Linked DNA regions of Ovis aries: region 2 is linked to region 1. A link is a contact called in public Hi-C data. All regions are on one chromosome and are shown on one strand. Each heading gives the region's core, a stretch centred on a gene start, on an enhancer-like site or on the middle of the called end of the contact. The rest is flanking DNA. Distances are from core to core; before and after follow the strand shown. Region 1 has its middle 18 kb from the start of ARF6. Region 2 overlaps LOC132660129 (a long non-coding RNA gene).

Region 1 (6,142 bases), core at 2,836-5,335:
CTGCCTTTTGCCCTCCTCTCTCCTGCCACCGTGCATGCTGTATCTGCATCATGCATTAACCAAACCATCCCCATCAGCAGGAACATCTCCCCGACCTTAAACAGCAACGTTCTCCTAGCATCAACAAGGCAACTCCTTCAAAGATAACATTTCTTCTTGGTCTTGTAAGGAAGGGGTCACATGACCTACCACATGGCATTTAGATCTGGATTATGTAATCTGTCAATATACATCATTTGATGTCCCAAAAAAACTTATAACTGTGCCTATACTTCTACAATATTTCTCAGATACACTGATATCTGATATCTCAGATATCTTTCTGATACACTCTTCCTGAGTTATAATCCTCAAATTTGGCTGGAATAAAAATTTCCAATTCTTAGATTGACTAACTTTTTTGTCGACAGAAGGAATGTGGCAGAATGATAGCTGTCCCCCCAAGTCTGTTCTTTCCTTTTACCAAACTAATGAATTTTCAGTTGAGCACATGAAGCCCCGGCTAGAGACCACATTTCCGAGTTTCTCTTAAGGCCAAGTGTGGTCAAGTTCTCAGCAACAGAATATGAGTAAAAGTGGTACGTGCCACTTCTGCATCACTTGCTGAAAAATAAATCAACTCTGCTCTTTTGCCCTTCCCCCAGCACTGAAGTGAAGTTGCTCAGTCGAGTCCAACTCTTTGCCACCCCATGGACTGTAGCCTGACAGGCTTCTCTGTCCATGGGATTTTCCAGGCAAGAAAACTAGTGTGGGTTGCCATTTGCTTCTTCAGGGGATCTTCCCAACCCAGGGATCGAATCCATATCTCCCGCATTGTAGGCAGATGCTCTTACCGTCTGAGCCACCAGGGAAGTCTCCCCAAGCACTAGATGGCGCCAGTGCAAACCTCTGGCAATGCCAATGCAAATAAGGAAAATGATGGAGAAGGCAATGGCAACCCACTCCAGTACTCTTGCCTGGAAAATCCCGTGGACGGAGGAGCCTGGTAGGCTGCAGTCCATGGGGTCGCTAGGAGTCGGACATGACTGGGCGACCTCACTTTCACTTTTCACTTTCATGCATTGGAGAAGGAAATGGCAACCCACTCCAGTGCTCTTGCCTGGAGAATCCCAGGGACGGGGGAGCCTGGTGGGCTGCTGTCTCTGGGGTCGCACAGAGTCTGGCAGGACTGAAGCGACTTAGCAGCAGTAGCAAGGAAAATGATACCACGCTAATGGCAGAAAACGAAGAGCAACTGAAATGCTTCTTGATGAGGATGAAATTGGAGAGTGAAAAAGCTGGCTTAAAACTCACCATTCAGAAAACTAAGATCATGGCATCCGGTCCCATCACTTCATGGCAAATAGATGGGGAAAAAGTGGAAACAATGATGGACTTAATTTTCTTGGGCTTCTAAATCACTGCAGACAGTGACTGCAGCTGTGAAATTAAAAGATGCTTGCTCCTTGAAAGACAAGCTATGACAAACCTAGATAGCATATTAAAAAGCAGAGACATCTTTGCCAACAAAGGTCCATATAGTCAAAGCTATGGCTTCTTCCAGTAGTCATGTATATCCATATACATGAGAGTTGGACCATAAAAACAGCTGAGTGCCAAAGAATTAACTGATGCTTTTGAATTGTAGTACTGGAGAAGATTCTTGAGAGTCCCTTGGACACCAAGGAGATCAAACCAGTCAATCCTAAAAGAAATCAACCCTGAATATTCATTGGAAGGACTGATGCTGAAGCTGAAGCTCCAATACTTTGGCCACCTGATATGTAGAGCTGACTCATTGGAAAAGATCATAGTGCTGGGGAAGATTGAAGGCAGGAGGAGGAGGGGGCGACAGAGGATGAGATTGTTGGGTGGTATCATCAACACAATGGACATGAGTTTGAGGAAACTCTGGGAGATGGTGAAGGACAGAGAAGCCTGGTGTGCTGCAATCCCCAGGATTGCAGAGTCGGACCTCAACTCTGGTGAGGTGAGGTGAGGTGCAGCGTTAAGTGGAAAGAAACCAGAGCCCATGAATAACTTACTGGAGTTGAACAACCCTGTTTGCCTGGGCAAGCAGGTCCTGTAACCAAGCAGGACCCTATGTGGCTTTCTCAAGACATATCCTCCCAAGCCACTCATATTCTCTGCCTGTCTTTATTTTGTAGAAAAACTTTAGCATCCTCAGCCTTCCCTGAGTTCCAAAGAATAAATTTAATCAGAGAAGTGAGAAAATGTAAAAACAAAGGAAAACAGTCAAGCAAGAAAAATAATAAGAGTTTAGCCATTAAGTAAAGTCAAGGACTTTTAGGGCCTCATCAAGGGCTATAGATAACATTCTGAGCCATGTCTTTTGAGCTGCTTTGCAGATACTGAAACTCCCACTAGGTGGAAGAAGTTAACTGTATGCTGCCCACAAGACTGTAGGCTGCAGACCAGCTGGAATCAGAAGGGTGATGATGTTGACTCCTAATTACCTCACCACCAATCAATCAGAAGAATGTACATGAGCTGATCACACACCCTGTAACCCTCTTGCTCATCCTATCTTTAAAAACCTTTCCCTGAGGGCCACTGAGGAGTTTGGGCCTTTTGAGGATTAGCCGCCTAGACTCTTTGCTTGGTGTCTGCAATAAAAGCTGCATTTTCTTTCACCACAACCTAGTGTCATTAGATTGACTTTACTTCACACAGTTAAGTGGACTCAAGTTTGCTTCAGTAACACCCGCATTTCATTTAAATCACTGTATTTTGGGGTGTCTATTATTGCAGCATACTCTGTCCTCTAATTTAGGGAAGCTCACAGAGGAAACTCTGGCTAACCAAAACTCAAAGGGCAGGAACTGAAAGAGCTCCAGGCATCTCCAGGGCACCCCAAAAGGATGAATCAGCCTTGACCTCCTGTAAGGAGTCTGGTTTTCTATTTTGTGTTCTGTATCCTTCTACAATCACCCTTTTATACTCATATCCATTTTAAAAATCATAATTTTAAGTAAAACTTTTATGTTCTGCTTTTGAAATTTGTCACTATACTTTTAGTGGCAGTATGTCTCTCAACTTGATGTATAATTGATGACGATTTAAATTGAACCACTATCAGTTACCCTAACCACTATTTCATCATTCTATACTTTTCACCTGTATTATTTTATGAATTAGTGATATACACAATACCAGTACAAAGTTAATTATGCACAAATTTGCATCAGGCACTTTTCTCCCAGCTTTATTGAGGAACAATTTTCAAATAAAATTGTAAGATATTTAAGGTAGCTAGCGTACAATGTAATGAATTGTGTCCATTGTAAAAGGATTCCTGCCATCAAGTTAACACATCCATCACCTCACGTGTTTCCTTTTTTTTTTTCTGGGGGGAGGGGTACATTTAAGTTTTACTTTCTTAGCAAATTTCAATTGTACATCCAGAAGTGGGATTGCTGGATCATGTGGTCTTTCTACTCTGACTTTCTTGACACACAGCCATACTGTTTTCCATAGCAGCTAAACTCGTTTGCAACCCCAACGATGCACAAGGTTTCCCTTTTCGCCACATCCTTGCCAGCTTTTATCTAGGTTTTTACTTATTAACAGTGCAGAAACCAAGGTTATGGGCTGTCTGGGGTTTTGCCCTTTCAAAACATAATCTGAATGACAGTTAATTTTGAGGCACTAAACGTCAGAATCGATTCTGCATTCATTCCAAATGGAATGTCTCAACCTGTCTACACACGTCCATTCGCTTGCGCTCGAGTCATTTATAAATCAGTCCTTCAGGGGAACATTAATGGGGTCAGAACCAGAGGGTTTCTGCCCTGGCAGCCGGGAGAGAAGGCTTGTGGGTAAACCGGGTCCCGGCTTACCGCCTTAGCAACAATCAAGCAGGGCACTAGCCTAAGGCCAGACCCTGGGCTGCATAGCCGGAAGAGAACACCAGAGGAAAGCTGACGCGGTTGAAGAAAAGAAGGCGGAATGATCACCCGCCAAGAAGATACAGAACGAGCCCAGTGCACTGCTTCCAGCACCAACCGCCAGCTCGGTCCAGCCCAGCCCACTACAGAGGAATGAGGAAGTGGAGGAGGCTGGGCCTCCGAAAGGGAAGGTGGGGCCACCTGGGCAGGGAGAGGCGGGGCCGCCTGGGCTGTGAGAGGCGGGACCCGCAGGGCTGGAGAAGAGAGTAGCCGGGGGCCGGCGGAAGGTGGGGCAAGGAGGAGGGTGCGGTGGGCTACGAGGGACGGTTCGGTGGGGAGGAAGGGGGCGAGAGGCGGGGTCACTAGGGGAAGGTGAGGCGGGGCTTCTCTAGGACGGAGACTCCGGAGGCGCAGGGGAAGAGCCGGGTGCCGCAAGGGGCGAGGATCTCCGCGGTCTCCGGATCTCAGTCCAGTCCTGGGCTTCCTCCTCCCAAGAAAGCCTCCCGGCCCCGCGGCCCCTCGCAACCGCGCGACAGTTTCGCTGCTGCGGACAGGATTTTCTTTATGATAGGTTATTTGCATTTCAGAGACACGCCCATATGGGCTAACCCGATTCTGCTACATTTAATAAAGGAACAATGGATTAACGAGGCGTAATAAACATTTACTTCTTGGCCACACTCTGAAGGAAAAGCCTTTAGTATAGTTAATACACAGTATCTCACAATGTCTATCAGAAGCTCATTTCTTCTGACAGGTTTTCAAATATCAGAATATAATCCTAAAGTGAACACAGTTACTTATACGGTGTCACGCTGCTAGACTTATAAACTAAACTTATGGGGTTATTGTCCTCAATTTAAATATCTTTTGACTTTCATGCGACAACACTGGAGTGGTCCAGTGTTCTTGCGTGGAGAATCGCAGGGACGGAGGAGTCGGGTGAGCTGCAGTCTATGGGGTCGCACACAGTCGGACACGACTGAAGCGACTTAGCAGCAGCAGCAGCACTCCATGGCTATTAGTTACATTGATTTTGATCTGAGGTGAAATAAATCACATCTCCAAACCAAAACTTAATACATTAAAATCCTGATATTTAGCAAACTTTGTCGCAGTTATTGATTCTAACTCTTTACACCAATGTGGCAAAAGCTTTCTACTGTATTTAATTTATTCATTTTGAAAGTGTTAGATTGCCTTAGAACGTTTCACTTTCACCAGATTAAGTTTGAAAAAGTGCTTCCTTTGTTTGAGGACACCATAGAATCAGACTAATGCCACACCTGCCAGAATAATTGGCAAATTAATTTGCTTTTTTGTAACTTTCTATTCTCAAGGTTAATTATTTATCGAGGTTAGTATATTTGAACAGCCTCGCTTTCGGTATAGAAACAAATATTTTAAACTGCATACAGCTTATACTGACGAAGGGGAGAGAGGATCAAGATAATGTTCTTTAAATCATTCATTCATTCATCCAACAGTTAACTACTGAGCCAGCGCCTGCTATGTGCTAGGTGTCCTGAAATGTTAACTATTAATTAATATTAGGGATACAAGTTAGATTAAAAGTGTAAACAGAAACAAGGAAGTTGTTTGACATGATACAAATAGTCTAAGATACAGGATTATGTCTATTCACCTTGAACCTTGAGAAAAGGGCGTAATTTCTAAGAGGAGAATGACTGGAATAGTTCTAATCTTGCATAACTGCTGGCCTCTGGTTATGACTAGTATAAAAATCCTAGGGCTTTCCCTATACAAAGGTGGTGAGGAGGGTAATATCTTCCCCTTGAACTCCTCCCCTTACCTTGAATCAGTGGAAGCTCATTGAGGCCTTCTAAGGTTAAAATGGCAATGTACTTTCACTTTTATTTTGGAGAGGGAAATTTTAAACTTTTGGAGTGTGGTTTAGACAGCTTCTTATTGAGATTTCATGTGATGATTGAATACATAGCACCATGGTGCTTGCTAAGAGATGTTTTACAAATACATTATTTTATTACAAGTCACATTGATAATAATTAAAATGTATTGTTACACTAAGTTTTCTCTGTATAACAATTTAATATCAAAGTGCTTCATAGTTTCCTCAGGGTGTGCCCTGAAAAAAGCCTTATTTATACACAGAGTACTAAAGGCACTGTCTGCTTGTGCCTATTCAAATGAACCCCCTTGCTGTACAATGGCAGAGCTCTAATTCATTTTCTTCAACTCATTTCCCAAGGGGCCGTGGCCTAACATGTGGCAAA
Region 2 (6,180 bases), core at 302-2,801, 98 kb after region 1:
GCTGGTACTATAACAGAAACCTCCTGGCTTTTCCCCGCAGGAACCAGTCTAAAGATTCCACTGAGAGCCCTGGCTCAACCTATATCATCATGGCTTACATTTCTGCTGTGACAAATAGAGGCAAACTTCTTTGTTTCTCTTTTGGCTGCACTGTGAGAGCTCAGAAGCTCAGTCAGTGCAACAGCTAAGGCACTGAGGGAAAATCTCTGACATGAATGGACATGCCTTCCCCAGTGGCAGAGAAGTTTGCAAACTACTTTTCAAAGCCCTTACCATATGATTTTGAAATAAAAATGCTTCCCTCCTGAGAAAGAAGGAGAGATTTTAATCTGGGTGGTGCCCTGGGAATTTAATGATGGAGCAGAGTCCAGGGGCATCCCAGAGGTGACGACTATCAAGGCTGTGGCAGGGTGATCACAGATGGGGTTGACCTCGCTTCTCCATCAATGGGGGTGAGCCTCTCCCCGGCAGCAAGGTTTTGTGTTTGTGAAGCAGGGGGTGGTAGGGGGTGAGTGGATGGGGAATGGGAGTTTGTTAGAGAAAGCAGCTTCGAAGACTTCATTCTCCTTGCCAAGAACTAATGGACTGTCTTCAATGTGCATGAAAATCTGTTCGGCATGGTGACCAGGGGAGCCAAAATGAGGCCTCCACAGACCTAATTTGGCATCAGTCTATCTCCATGTGAGAAGGTCTGGATGTGTTTATTCTACTCTCTGCTGCAACTAAGAAGAAAACAAATAAAAACCCTGCAAAGGTTCATTGAGACAACAGTTGGTCACAAAAAAGGAATTTGAACCAAGATAACGCTGGTTACATTTTATCCGCATGTTCCTGAAGCCAGTGCACTCAGAGTTGAATACATAGCCTTTCACTATTGGATGAAAAAGGAGCCTAATCAGCGTCGACTTTGTAAAATTAAAGTAATCTACACACACACACTTTTGATATCTCAAGAACCACTGACACAATGAAAGGATTCCTACATCAAGTGAGACATTGCATTCTCTTATCATCTTTGTCCCCTGTTGGGAGAGGTGAATGAGTGTTGGTAGAGTGGAAACGTGTGGAAAAACTGCTCCCCTGACACTTGCAGTGACAGCCAGCCTTTATGGAGCTCTGTGACCTGCACACTGTTCCTTAGCGCTTTCCAGTGGGATTTCGCTGAATGCTGGTTAATGGCCCTTTTAAGTAAACTCGATCCTAATCCCCACTTTACTGTTGTGACAACTGAAGCACAGAGAAGTTAAGAGACTTGCCCAGCAACACACAGCTAGTTGTATAGGACCTACGCCTCTTGTGTAAAATGATTTGCATGCCCCCTCTAGCTTTGTGGCTCAAGGTCCTCACAACAAAATGCTCTAACAGGAAGGGGAGAGGAAACCAGGCTGTGGTATATTGGAGGGGGAAAAACAAGGAAGGCTCTTAAAGTCCACTAGGCAGCGTCTCCAAAGACAGTGCAGTTTCTCATCCGTGAGCTATTGGTCAGGCTCCCTGGCCTCAGAGGCCTGTCCAGGGTCACATTGCTCAACAGCCGGTAGGGGAGCTACAGGCCTGGAAAGAAGCCCAGGCTGTAGGGCTGCCAGGGCCTGGCTGGTCTTCGACTCCCAGACAGAGGAGAATGTTGTTCTGGGTACATTTTCCTTCTAATGACCTTTCTGAGATAAGCAGAAAGGTCGTTTCAAGGTCATTCTGTTTCCCAAACTGTCTTCCTCCCTTTGTCTTCTTCAGCACCAAAGAGTCTCCTCCTCTGAGATCCAGCCAGTTCCCCTGGCCTCCTTGGGGACTTCTGACTGTGCTTTTAGGGGAGTGAAGTCACTCCCGGCATTGCTCTTCTGCGGGGGTCCAGTCAGGCTGATGGTGGTGTCACGACTGGGTACAGACTGGCTTTTCAGCAAGATGTACTTCTTTTTAGTTTATGCTGCCCATTTTCCCCAGATAATCACATTTTGTTTAATCTGAATGGGAACTGTTTGGAATGGTGATGTCACTGTCTGTCATTGGAAATTAAAAAGCAGAGGGGATATCTGCCAACACCTTCCCTTGGAATTTCTTTACCTCCTCCCCTTTCAACATAGTAACAAAGTGTCTTGGATCTTAAATCTTTTCACCCTTTATCTCTTAGTCATCAAGATAATGAATGCTTCTGGCCCTAAAATATGCATTATTTCATTTCTTTGGTTTAAGAATATATGGATAGTTTTAATAAAAGAGATGATGGGATCAATTCAACTTTCTAAATCCAAAGTCAAGCCGTCTTGGTTAAACCCATAATACTGTGTCTCATAGGCTTAGTTTTAAACCAAGGATTTAATGCATAACTTATTTGTTCCTCTGAAAAACTTTAAAAAAATCCAAATGGGGATAATTGTTCACATCTGCCTAATGATGTTTCTAGTTGAAAGACATAAGAGAATGTACATGTTTGAGTTACAATAACTTCCAGTTTATAATTAAAATCAAAATGGGAAATTCAAGTGAAAGAACTAGATACTTTTGAAAGGTATTCTTTATATGAAGACTCAAGGTAACACATTTTCTTAGCTTTATCAGGCATTGATTTTTTATCTTTATTTTTTTCTATTTTTGTGCAGGTGAGGTAGGGAGGAGCAGATGTTTTATCTCCATCACATCAATAATTCACTTCATTATTATTGTTTGACTTGCCTTGTGTGTGCTGCTCACTAATGAGGTCTACAATGCTGTCCACAGGGTCTGAAATGTGTAAGAAGGGGTCAGAAGGCCTTGGGAGAACTGAAAAAGAAGTCACTGGCCTGGCTTCAGTCACCTGTCCCCAGACCAAACCACAGGTAGTCATCCATGACGATTTGTAGACCAGCCCCCACTCAGCTGCTATTTTTGATCACAGTCCTTGTTGCCCTAGGCGCTCACCCATGAGACTGAGAACTTTAATGCCAGAAAGAAGTTAGAAACTTATATTGAAGAGCAGACCTGTGTTGTAAAGAACATAGTTCTAGGGAGACTGGTGAATGAAGAAGGGTAGGTATGAATGGGGTCTGATTAGAGCGTGACAGAAAAGATCAAATGTGCTGACGTAAATGGAAGCCAAGATTCTAATGAAAGACTAAGGTGTTCTACTGAAAGACAGCAGTGCTCAATAAAAGTGGATTAACAAGATGGTGGTCAAGGGATCCTTGGTGGTGGGGGGAGGGGGGCGGGGGGGTGGAGAGCAACCAGCTCAAGATGTTAAGGGTCTGAAAAAGTGAAAGTGAAAGTCACTGAGTCTTGTCTGACTCTTTGCGACCCCATGGATTATACAGTCCGTGAAATTCTCCAGGCCAGGATACTGGAATGGGTAGCCTTTTCCTTCTCCAGGGGATCTTCCCAACCCAGGGATCAAACCCAGGTCTCCTGCATTGCACGTGGATTCTTTACCAGCTGAACTGCAAGGGAAGCCCAAGGATACTGAAGTGGGTAGCCTATCCCTTCTCCAGCAGATCTTCCCGACCCAGAAGTTGAAGCAGGGTCTTCTGCATTGCAGGCAGATTCTTTACCAACTGTTAAGGGTCTGTGGAGAGGGTAATTGCAGCTTGAATCGGGGAGTCTCTTTGGAGGAGCAGATACCAAGCAACAGAACTACACACTGAAGCCAGGCTTGGTTATGAAGTGAGATGGGGCAAAAACTGCTAGTTGCCTACACAGTATCTACTCGTCCCTTTTCCCTTCATAGCACAACTCACATTTTAAACTGGGTGACAATATGCCCAGCTGGAAGATTATATTTGTCAACCACATTTGCATCTGGGTTGGCCATTGAGATATAAGCATAAGTCTTGGGGTTGATCTTCTGTGAGAACTCCTTAAGAGGGGCTAGACTGCTGACATACTTGTTTGTTTGTTTTTTTTCTCCTTCTCCCTTCCTCTTGTGCCTTCTTGGACCAGAAGATCAATGTGATAGCTGGAGCTCTAGCTGCCACATTGGACCATGAAGTGAATTTGAAGATGCAAGTCATATACTAAGGATGGCAGAACAAAAAGAGGAAATCCGAAACTTTGATGACACTGTAGCTCCCATACCAGCCAGAATTCTGTTTTATTTTGTGTGATAGAGAAATAGGCTTCTATTTTATTGAAACCATTGTTATTTCCTCCTTCACCTGGGACATCACAAACCTAGGGAATTTTTGGAAGGCCTTGACTAAACAGTGGAAAATTAAGGATTTTATTTGTTTTTTGGTATGTTCATTTTTAAAGTTAAATAAGCTGTAAAATAAAGGTGATATAACTTGACAAAATGGCCTCTGAGCTCAATCATAAAAGGAATCAAGAGGTTACGTATTATTGTGTTATGTATTCATTTGGTTCAAACAAAAAGAGGCTTTGTTTGCTTATGTAACAGAAATTCAGAGGTTGTGTGGACTTAAGTAAGGCCAGATATAATAGCTGGACAAGCCAAAGAAGACCCAGTGTCTCTTCATTTCTTCTTAGTCTCCCATGGTTTTATTCTTAGCCTGTCCAGGTGGCCAGCCCCAAGCCAATCACTGTGGCTAGGGTAGCTACGACAATAGAACCCACTGGATGTCTTGACCCTAACCAAGGTCCACCCAGAGAACCGCAGTTAGGTCAATCTCTCCCAAATGCACGGCTAGGAAGTGTGGAGCTCTGCTAGGAAAGGGGAAAAGGGAATGCACATATGGAGGTCACCATGTGCTCTATATCTCTCCTGGCCATCCTTCCCAAATAGTGTTACTTAAAGTGCTCCAGTTTTTAAAAGGAGCCTGGTGGACTATGGTCCATGGGGTCGCAAAGAGTCAGACATGATGGAAGCGACTTAGCACACAAGCGTGTATGTATCATATAGTCAGTAGGTCTTGCTTGAGAGGATGAGCACATATTAAGCCATGAGGACGAGTGGCACTAGCACGCAGGGACACACATACTCTTTCTGAAGGTCAGGAAGCATGCATGAGGGCATGGGGAACAGAATGGGGAAGACTATGACTAGGATTGGGTGATGCTCAGAGAGGGTGCACCTGTGTGGGTCACTAAGCACAGCCCCTGGGTAGCTCACTGGTCCTGTGCATCTGAGGGAGGGAAAAGCAGATGGGGGATGCACATGGGGCCTCAAGCTGCACCTGTTTTGCAGTCTTACCAGTGCTGGGTTTGACTGGGGTTCTGAGTCCTGCTGGTTGGGGAGTCTGGGGGAGGAGGATGGATAGACTTTATTGGCTCTTAACTTGGATTTGGGCAATGCTTGGGGGATAAATTGTTAGGAAATGAGGGTGAAATCCCTGAAACTCTCAGGAAGAGATTCTGCCAATCCAGCCACTCAGCTGCTCTCCTGACCCTGGAGCAGTTTCTTGGGGGGTTTTTGGTTTATCATGACACAATTCTTTTTCCTAGAAGAGTTAGAGAATAAGGGCTCCATAACCCAAAAATAATTCAGAGCATGGTATTGTCTCTATTTTAAATCATCTCCCATGGGGTTCGGTTAACAATGTACATGTCAAATTATGTCACGTCCATTAGCTGCTCTAATTTGGTCAGGCTGGGTCAGGCAGTCCCTGAACTGACAGAGCTGTGAACGTCCCAGCAGACAGTTAGAGCAGCGGCACCCGAGCTGCCCTTGGCTTAAGCTGCATCAGGGTGTGACATCCCACTAGGGAGCACCAGGCAGTGACACATGGAAGGTTAACGTCATGATGACAGAGACCCGTCATCAGGCCCTTTTATCAGAGGTTTGCCCCTGGAGGCCAGAGTATGTGGGTTTGAATCCCAGCTCTGTCATTTAGCAGCTCTGTGATCCTGGGTAAGTTCCTTAACTTTTCTGAGCCAATTTTTCACATCTGTAAAATGAGAAAACTTGTAACACTTCATTTACAGGGCTGCAGTGAGAATGAAATGCATGTAAAATGTTTGGCAGAGTGCCTGACAATAACAGCTCAATCCTAGCTATTTACTACTACATTTAATGTTTTATCTTGTGTGTGTGTGCTAGTCTCTCAATCATGTCTGACTTTTTGCGACCCCACAGACTGTAATCTCCCAGGCTCCTCTGTCCGTGGAATTCTCCAGGCGAGAATGCTGGAGTGGGTTGCTGTTCCCTTCTCCGGGATCTTCCCCACCTAGGGACTGAACCTGGGTGTTCCGCATTGCAGACAGATTCTTACCCTCTGAGCCACCAGGGGAAGCCCCTGTTTAGTCCTACAAAATTGGGGATCC

Evidence for each region. A called contact is a pair of places that touch in the nucleus more often than the background predicts.
Region 2: a Hi-C map of tail adipose tissue shows a contact between it and region 1, with 4 times the contacts expected there. The contact joins two enhancer-like sites. A contact is called at or near these places in 3 of 16 Hi-C or Micro-C datasets (blood, hypothalamus and tail adipose tissue).

What each region holds. Positions count from the first base shown.
Region 1 is chr7:41,087,521-41,093,662 of ARS-UI_Ramb_v3.0, forward strand. No RefSeq gene overlaps it. Among named protein-coding and RNA genes, the nearest start is that of ARF6, 18 kb to the right of the region's middle. Within about 2 kb of position 4,086, at least 53 of the 54 cell types and tissues checked have an H3K27ac peak or open chromatin away from gene starts, as enhancers often do. A contact at or near this core is called in tail adipose tissue, where this site is marked.
Region 2 is chr7:41,187,935-41,194,114 of ARS-UI_Ramb_v3.0, forward strand. LOC132660129 (a long non-coding RNA gene) reads left to right here. Exons shown (of 4, transcript XR_009601359.1): 3 at 2,710-2,807; 4 at 3,901-4,281. Among named protein-coding and RNA genes, the nearest start is that of ARF6, 82 kb to the left of the region's middle. Within about 2 kb of position 1,552, at least 18 of the 54 cell types and tissues checked have an H3K27ac peak or open chromatin away from gene starts, as enhancers often do. A contact at or near this core is called in tail adipose tissue, where this site is marked.